Regions from separate parts of the Mus musculus genome. Here all the other regions are linked to region 3. Evidence: chromatin contacts called from public promoter capture Hi-C data. All regions are on one chromosome and are shown on one strand. Each heading gives the region's core, a stretch centred on a gene start, on an enhancer-like site or on the middle of the called end of the contact. The rest is flanking DNA. Distances are from core to core; before and after follow the strand shown. Region 1 holds the start of Ptges2 (prostaglandin E synthase 2). Region 2 holds the start of Aif1l (allograft inflammatory factor 1-like). Region 3 holds the start of Urm1 (ubiquitin related modifier 1).

Region 1 (2,700 bases), core at 53-2,552, 2.6 Mb before region 3:
TCCCACCCCTTACCCCTAACTTCTCCAACTCTTTCTGAGTAACTGGCAGAGCTGACCAACTGGCCAGGCAGCACTGGCCAGAAGTGAGATCTACCTCAGATCTCCAAACGAAGAGGGAGGAGGCTGCATTTAGCTCCTCTGCAGGGAAGCCTTCAGGTGAGCTTGCTACAATTGCAGCCCCCCTCCCCTCAGTCTTCAGATGGAAATCGGTTGGGCAGAGAAGAGAGCAGTGAACCGCAGGGACTCCGCGCCAGTTCCAGTTCCTGGGTGCAGGAAAGGAGCATGGGAGGCAGGGCGGAGAAGGGCTAAAGACTGCAACTCATGAAAGGTCTACAGGGCTGCCGAGCCACGGTGGGCTGGAGCACGCCTCCAGTTCTGAGTCTGAAGTCAGGGTCACTCGTTCCATAAAGATTACTCCCGGTGCCACACACACGCCCCTAAATCACAATACAGACCATGGCATGCGATACATACAGCTCTAAGTCGTGGGCGATAGCACCACCCTCCTCGCACTCTTAAGGCCAAGACACTCGCCCAAGGTCACAAGCGGGCGAAAGAGGCCTCTCCTGACCCTGCGGCTTCTCAGCAGTTCGGGGCTAATCCCGGCTCCCCGTCAGCAGTCCGTGCCAGCCAAGTCTTACCTGCGCAGCCGAGCGCTCCGCGCGGAGGTCCTGGGAACGCTGGTGCCACCGCACGGTGTGGTACAGCCCCAGCGCGCCGCCCAGGGCCAGCGCCGCCGCCCCCAGCAACCGCGGGCTCCCCTTGCGGACCGCGGCGCCCCGGCTTCCGGCAGCCACCCTGGTGAAGCCAGCCCGGCTCTGTGCCGAGAGCGGCTGCCAGGGTCGTGTGAGCAGCCCCTCAGTCAGGGCGCACCGGCTAGAGACAAGCACCCACGAAAGGCGCGCCGCCTGGGCCATGTTCGCTCTGCCGGCGCTGCGGGCGAGCGCGCAAAACCAAAATGGCCCAACCAGGGCGGCTCTAGGATTCCTTAAAGGGACAGTACCGGGCCTGCGTGTTGCCTAGGGTAACGATGACGCCAAGTAGGACCAGAGTCCTTGAGGGATCTGAGAGCGCATGCCTGTCTGAGAGGCAGAAGCACACCCCAGGGGCTTAGGAAGTGGCTTGGCGTCGCTGTCTTCTGAGGGTACAATGATGACCTGTAACTCGTGGTCGGGCGTTTCCACATCGTGCATCTACGATGGCAGGGAGAACATTGGTCTTCCGACCCATTCACTCCCCAGAAAAGGTCCGACGCGGTCTCCAGTGGGTGGCTGCATTGTCTCAGACTCTCTCTGCCCTCCCGCAATGCTGTACTCTGCTGCTATGATGCGAACCATAAACTTTTCTCAAATCCAGCGGGGGGCCTTGGAAACCACGTGTCGCGGAAATGGCCCACGCTAAGTGGCCGGCTTGGCAGCCCGAAGACCTCTCAGGCCTGAATGGGAATGAGCGAAGGTTCCCAGGACACCCCAGGCCTTTGCGAATTTACTTGTCTTAACGGAGCGCCCGACCTCCACTGCCTAGGCTTCTCCGCGGACAGCCCTGACTTGACCCCGCCCCGAAGCCGAAAGAGGGCGGGGCCTTATAGTGGGCGTGGAATCGAGAGGGAGAGGTGGGGTTCCTTGGCGAGCGGGTATGGAGTTGTAGGGGAATGGCTGTTCCAGAGTCTGATCTGGGTACGATCCACCGCCTTCGCTTTCTCCCGGGCCTGGCAGCGCCAGAGCCCACAATACCCAGACGCATCTGGAACCTGCGCATGCAGGCCTAGGAGAGCGAAAAAGGCTAGGTGGCCCCAACGTATTTTTCTGTGAAAACCTAGCTGGGAAGAGAAAAATGGGCTTAAAAGGCACGGAGGATTCCAGCTCAAACACAGCCTTCTAAGTAGGGCAGGAGTTGTCCCGGAACAGTCCTGGGGCTAGCCAGAACGGCATCCTGGAACAAATGCCTGAAACCTGTACTAGAGAACAGTACCTACCAATCTTATTATACTGTTGGGGAAAATGAGGCTGTTGAAGCCCCCAAACTGAACAAAACTTCAGAAAGGTGGCGCTGCAGCCTGGGCTGAGAGGCCCCACTGCCTGTCACACTTCTCGGTTTCTGATAAGTTCACCTCCCCTCCTCACCTACGTCTCCTGTCTCCCTATGACTTCTGATCCTAGTGTGCTTCAACCAAGGACCCAGCAAATAAGGACGGTTTTCCCTCGTGGCCAGGGAAAACTATCCCCAATGTAACCACATTAGGATATCTGTGGCCCTCAAAATCTATAAACTGAAACTAAGGAGTGGAGTGATCATAATAATAATTGAGTCATTTAGGAAATGATTAGATCAGTTTGCAAGAATGGAATGGGTGCCGGGCGTGGTGGCACACGCCTTTAATCCCAGCACTTGGGAGGCAGAGGCAGGCAGATTTCTGAGTTCGAGGCCAGCCTGGTCTACAAAGTGAGTTCCAGGACAGCCAGAGCTATATAGAGAAACCCTGTCTCGAAAAAAAAAAAAAAAAAAAAAAAAAGAATGGAATGGGTGCCAGGCATGGTGGTGCACGCCCTTAATCCCAGCACTTGGGAGGCAGAGACAGGTGGATTTCTGAGTTCGAGGCCAGCTTGGTCTACAGAGTGAGTTCCAGAACAGCCAGGGGTAAACAGAGAAACCCTGTCTCAAAAAAAGAAGAAGAAAAAAAGAGAGAGAGAGAGAGAGAAT
Region 2 (2,884 bases), core at 17-2,516, 2.1 Mb before region 3:
GAGTTTGTCACTCTGGGTGTCCAGGGACCAAAGGGGCAAATAAGAAGAAATGCCTCCCCTTATATCAATTGGCATACCTCAGCCCCAATGTACTAATAACTCTAGGGTAGAGTGTCTAGCATGGAGAAAATCTTAAGTTCAGTCTCCACTGTAGAGGAAAAGAGAGAGAGAGAAAGAGAGAGAGAGAGAGAGAGAGAGAGAGAGAGAGAGAGAGAGAGAGAGAGAAACTAACTTCGCGGGCTGTCTCCCTAGCGCTGGACCCCAGAAGATGTAGGCTCCTTACTTTCCTGAGCCCACAAAGTGACCCTGCAGGAAGCGAGAAGCTCTTACTGAGACACCAGTCACATCTGAACACAGATCCTGGGAACCCTAAAGCCTCAGGCTGTGCCACCTCTGTGCTTTGCCAATCCAGGAGGCCCTGACACCGTTTCTTATCTCCTGGGATCTACACGCTCAGTAGCAAACGTACGGAGCTGCTATTGTGTCTCTGGCAGCAGCGGAAGGATTTCTTTCTAGAACTTCCCCAGGACCAGGACCAGCATAGAAGAAAAAAACAGTCCCTTGGGCAACTTTTCTAAAAGCTGGTGCAAAGAGCTGTGTGTTAGAGTTGGAGGTGGGAGGCAACAAGGAAATGCCAGCATTAGCCAGCTCCTAGTGTTAAGTTCTGCGGGTCTATGGAGACAGCACTGGCCCTGGGGTCTCTCCTGGCGCCAAACCCCTTAGGTGGTCCCCAGCCGGCTCCCTCACCCGCCCCACCTCCCTGGTCGAGAGTTACAACTTGCAACTGGAGACGCCAGGCAGAGAACTAAGGGGTGGAATGGACTTACCTGGAGTTGGAGGCCACACAGCAGGGGCCAGGGATGCAATTGCAGAAGGCCAGGGGTAGGGGAGGAAGGGGCTGATTTTGTCTGGGGGGAAGGGGTGGCACAGTGCGGCACATGGGACCCACACGCTGTCCCACACAGTGACGCGGCTTACCCGATTGATCTCCTCGAGCCTCTTCTCCTGCCGGGCTTTGAGCAAACCGAACGCCTTCCCTCCTGCGGGAGACAAAGAGTCGGCGGGGAAGCTAGGGTACCAACCGGGCCACGCGCCCCCTCCGAGTTCCCGCGCGCGCCGCACAGCGCACACAGGTGGCGACCCAGGGACGTCCGGCGCGGGATAGCGCGGGGACAGCAGGCGCCTACCTTGGAACCTGTTGCTGAGTGCGACCGACATGGTATGAGCCCGACTCCGGACAAGGCCAGGGACAACAGGGAGGAAAAGTCGTCTGGTCCAGACCTTCGGCAGCGTGTGGCGACGGGACCCAGGGGCGGAGGGACCTCGCGGCCGGACACACCCCGCCCCTCCGGCGGCCCGCCTCCTGCCCCCCTCCCCGCTGCCGCGCGCACCCGGGGCATCAAAGCCCGCTGTTTAGCCGGACGCTTAGCCCGCCGCCGCCCCTCTGCTGGAGGACGCGGAAAATGCAAGATGGGAACGCCCTCTTTCCCCATCACCAGAAGAGACAATATCACATCTCACTAAGAACTTTGCAGAGCTGGTTGTGAAGATCAAGTGCCAATAGAGGCTGTCACCTCACTGTCACCTTTGCCCGGCAGTGCCACGATAACACCGATATTTTAGATAAATACGTGTGTTGGTGCAAATACGGTGTACCTGACACTTGGTCTTTGTGTGTCATTTCCCCTAACTACAAAGTAGTACCGGTATGCCTACTAGATAGAAAAGTCTGGAAGCTGAAGCTGGGACACGAGTCCTCTAGGGTGGTAAAGAAGCAGCCTGTGACTTGAGGAGAAGCCAGGGTGGGCATGCAAGAACTAGGAACTTGTAAAGAAAGAGATCATGAATTCCAGTGTCCAACCTGAACAGACTAGAGACCCTTTCTAGAGACAGGGTCTCCCTCCATTGTTACATTGTGGACACAGGCACAGATCAGGATTGCCCTAACCATGGGATCCAGGAATCCCTGTTCCCCTGACTTATTTCAAGTCTACACTCCTTAGATTGGGATCCTGGGACCAGCTGACTGTGGGGACGGGTAGCCAAGCTCACACAGGGGAGTCCAGTGGTCCAGATAGAATGCTATGGGGCTAATGGGAGGAAAGATGCTTGCGAGGCAGGGCTCCTGCTCTTAGGTTCCTCCCACTATGCATTCATTCATTCATCTGAAGCTGGGCACTTGACACAAGCTCCCTAAGCAGCAGAATAGGAGAAACAGGAGCAGGGACTGCACTGTAGAAGGTAGGCCCACAAGGGCTTGGGAGTTCAAAGCCTGCATGGTCGTGTTCCCTCTGAAAGCTCGGGCAGGAACTGGACTCAGAACAGGGCCCTATTGCTCTGGTCACAGGCTGCCCATGGTCCCAGCTAGCTGGGTTAGCTGTTGTTGTGTGACCAACTTTTCCTGAGGAGATACAACACACACGTTTACTCACCCCAGTTTAGGAACCCACGAGAGATCCAATTACAGATATCACCCAAGTCCAGCTTGGTGACCCAGTAAGCTTTATTAGGGTTATTTACAAGAATATGGGTGAAGAGTTAACTTACAGAAACAGAAATGACTCACAGACAGCTGTGTTGCCAAAGTCCACCCCCTAGCATGGATGACAGCTCACAAAACTGGGAACCTGGAGCCCGCCGCATGGTCTACAGACAGTGTGACAGGTTGGATGGAGAGTCTCCTTTCCCGGGGCATCAGTTAGTCTAACCAGCAGGCAACTCTACTTGTCTAAGAGTCTTCTTGCAGCTGGGTTCTGCTGAGGCCGGCAGGAAGGGGCCTGGGGAATCCGCTCAGTTTCAGGGAGCTCTTGAAGCTCTTGTTTTGGGCTGTTTACCTCTCTGCCTGAGGAGCCCCCCTACCGGAAGGAATGTTTTCTCCTCAGAG
Region 3 (2,700 bases), core at 95-2,594:
CCAAGCAGCAAGACAATATCATCAATTAAACTGCACTTAACATTCATGAGACTACTCCCTTCCAAGGGACAGAAATGCTGAACACTGCAGGGACTAGACAGAGTGCTATTTATCTTTGTATCCTTGGTGTCTGGCTCACTGCCTGGCACATGGTAGGCACTCAATAAATGACTGGTGAATGAACTGCCTAGTGAAGGGACAACATGAAAGGAATGGGGGGCATCCAAGGCGAAGAAAGGCATTTGGAAGGAATTTTACATCTCTCTCTACCCTTGAGTTTCCCTTCACTTCAACCTTGGCTTCTTCATCTACACACACACACACAAACACACACACACCCCTAGCTTTTCCATAAGATTCTAGAAACCAACCACCCATCTCTAGAAGCCTCAGTTCTTTGTTCTCAGCTTCCGAAGAAGTCTGTCTTCTGCAGGTTTTGAAACCATGACAAGCATTCTGTGTGTTGGAAGAACACAATGGTGATTTGAGACAATCTTCACTTTTCCCCGTGTTCCTTCAAGTAGTGATGTGTACCCGGATTCTGAACCTTTTCACAGTAAGGATAATATACTACCAATGTTAGTCACTCCCTCCGTGGCAGCTTATTTACCCCGGTAGCTCCTCTGGACTCTGCAGAAGACACTTACCAAACTACTTTGCAAAAGATTAAAATCTAATTAAAACTCCAAGGTATGCCGGGCGGTGGTGGCCCACGCCTTTAATCCCAGGACTTGGGAGGCAGAGACAGGCGGATTTCTGTGTTCGAGGTCAGCCTGATCTACAGAGTGAGTTCCAGGACAGCCAAACAGAGAGGACCCCTGTCTCGAAAACACACACACACACACACACACACACAAGGTTTGAGAAAGAGGAAGGTCCTGTCTTGGCCAAGACTTCCCCTAGGAAGGCACTAGGCGGGAAGACAGAACTGAGATTATTCAGCAGGGTTCGTCTCTACTCGTGCGCTCCCCTTAGAAGCTCAAAAACCAGACAAGGCGAGTCGGGCTCGGAATGGCACGGGTGAAACATGCCGGAAGACCGCCTGCTCACTGTCAATGCCTCCCAGTCCTACATGATACAGAGCAAGGCGAAGGATTCCAAACGCATCTCCCTACCCGTGTGTGCGCCTCAACTCTCGGACTCACGGCCTCGTCACCCACAGAGACCGCGTCAGTCAGAGGCCAGGGGATTATCCCGGCTCTCGGAGGGCGACACAGCCTCGGCAGGCCAAGAGAGGTCCGGAATTCCGAGCCTTATGGCTTCGCTCCATCCCCAAGGCGCCCCAGATCTCACTCACCCGAACTCCACCTTCACACATAAGGGCGCCGCCATGTTTAGGAAACCAAACTAGCAGGACACGCCCTTTAACTTCCGGAGCGCCCGTTTATTTCCGGTCGCCACCAGGAAGCGTAAACGGAAGAGGCGGTACGGGGTGGGGCGAAATCCGTTCGTTACTGCTCAGCTATTGGACGAAGGCACCCGCTCAGTGGGCTGCGGAATTGATTGTCTACATTATTTGCGGACCTGGCCAAAAAAAAAAAAAAAAAAACCGAGCAGGAAGGGACTTCCTGAAGAAAGACGTCTAAGGGGAAATTCATCAGCATCCGATGACATGATTGTGAGCCACGTACTGTTGATCTTTCATTGGCTACAAATCTGTTTTTAAGCCACGCATGGTGGCACACGCCGTTAATCCTAGCCCTCAGAAAGGCAGAGACGGTGGATTATGTGAGTGCCAGGCCAGCCTGATCTACGTAGGGAATTACAGGACACCCAGGGTTCAAAAACAAAACAAAACCAAAAACAACAAAGAACCCACAAACAAGAACCCTGTCAACCCAGCTAACATCGCTTAAGGGAGTAAAACGAGGTAACTCCAAATTCTTGTTTCTGACCCTGTTGTCTCTCTCCGGAGCTGCCATCTTACTATGCAAACATCTGTGTCAGATGATGAATTGTATGTCTTCTACTCCACGGTTACTGAGTTAACAATGTGTCTGGCAGATTGGTCCTGTGGAGAGTCAGTAATAACGGCTGTAACTGAAGTTCTTGTCTCTAGGTCTCTCCGTGTAGCAGGGAGACGGGGAGACAGCCGTAATCAAATGTACAAACCATGCTAATAAATGTGAAATCCTAAACTGAAATAAATTTTCCGATGTTAGAAAATTAGAATTATAGAGATTTGTGAAAAAAACGCTAGGGCTGTGGAGATGGCTCATCTGATAAAGTACTTGCTGGGCAAGTGTAAAGATCAAAGATAAGATCCCCAACCCAAGTGAAATGATGGTTAGCATGGCAATACCAGAGCTAGGGAGGTGACGATGGCTTCCTCAGGGCAAGCTGGCAACCTACACTAGCCAATGAGCAAGCTCTGAGTTCCAGAAAGACCCTGCCTCAATACATAAAATAGTGGACTACAGAGATGGCCCAGAGGTTAATAGCACTAGCTACTATTCTAGAGAACCCAGGGTTGGTTCCCAGCACCCACATGGCAGTCCTCAACTTTAACTCCAGTTCCAGTTACATATATTCAGGCAAAAACCAGTACACTGAACCGGATGGTGGTGGCACATGCCTTAAATCCCAGCACTTGGGAGGCAGAGGCAGATGGATTTCTGAGTTCGAGGCCAGCCTAGTCTACAAAGTGAGTTCCAGGACAGCCAGGGTTACACAGAGAAACCCTGTCTAGAAAAACAAACA

Evidence for each region. Capture Hi-C pulls out chosen DNA fragments and counts their contacts.
Region 1: a promoter capture Hi-C map of pancreatic islet shows a contact between it and region 3. The contact joins the promoter of Ptges2 here to the promoter of Urm1 in region 3. A contact is called at or near these places in 2 of 39 promoter capture datasets (liver and pre-B cells) and 2 of 9 other capture datasets (liver and pancreatic islet).
Region 2: a promoter capture Hi-C map of pancreatic islet shows a contact between it and region 3. The contact joins the promoter of Aif1l here to the promoter of Urm1 in region 3. A contact is called at or near these places in 1 of 39 promoter capture datasets (liver) and 1 of 9 other capture datasets (pancreatic islet).

The regions. Positions count from the first base shown.
Region 1 is chr2:32,394,492-32,397,191 of GRCm38.p6, reverse strand. Ptges2 (prostaglandin E synthase 2) reads right to left here and starts at 1,302. Exons shown (of 7, transcript NM_133783.2): 1 at 642-1,302. The coding sequence starts at 917.
Region 2 is chr2:31,948,685-31,951,568 of GRCm38.p6, reverse strand. It overlaps Aif1l (allograft inflammatory factor 1-like), which reads right to left and starts at 1,266. Exons shown (of 6, transcript NM_145144.1): 1 at 1,188-1,266; 2 at 979-1,040. The coding sequence starts at 1,218. It overlaps Lamc3 (laminin gamma 3), which reads right to left. Exons shown (of 28, transcript NM_011836.4): 28 at 2,486-2,884.
Region 3 is chr2:29,826,033-29,828,732 of GRCm38.p6, reverse strand. Urm1 (ubiquitin related modifier 1) reads right to left here and starts at 1,344. Exons shown (of 5, transcript NM_026615.4): 1 at 1,298-1,344. The coding sequence starts at 1,332.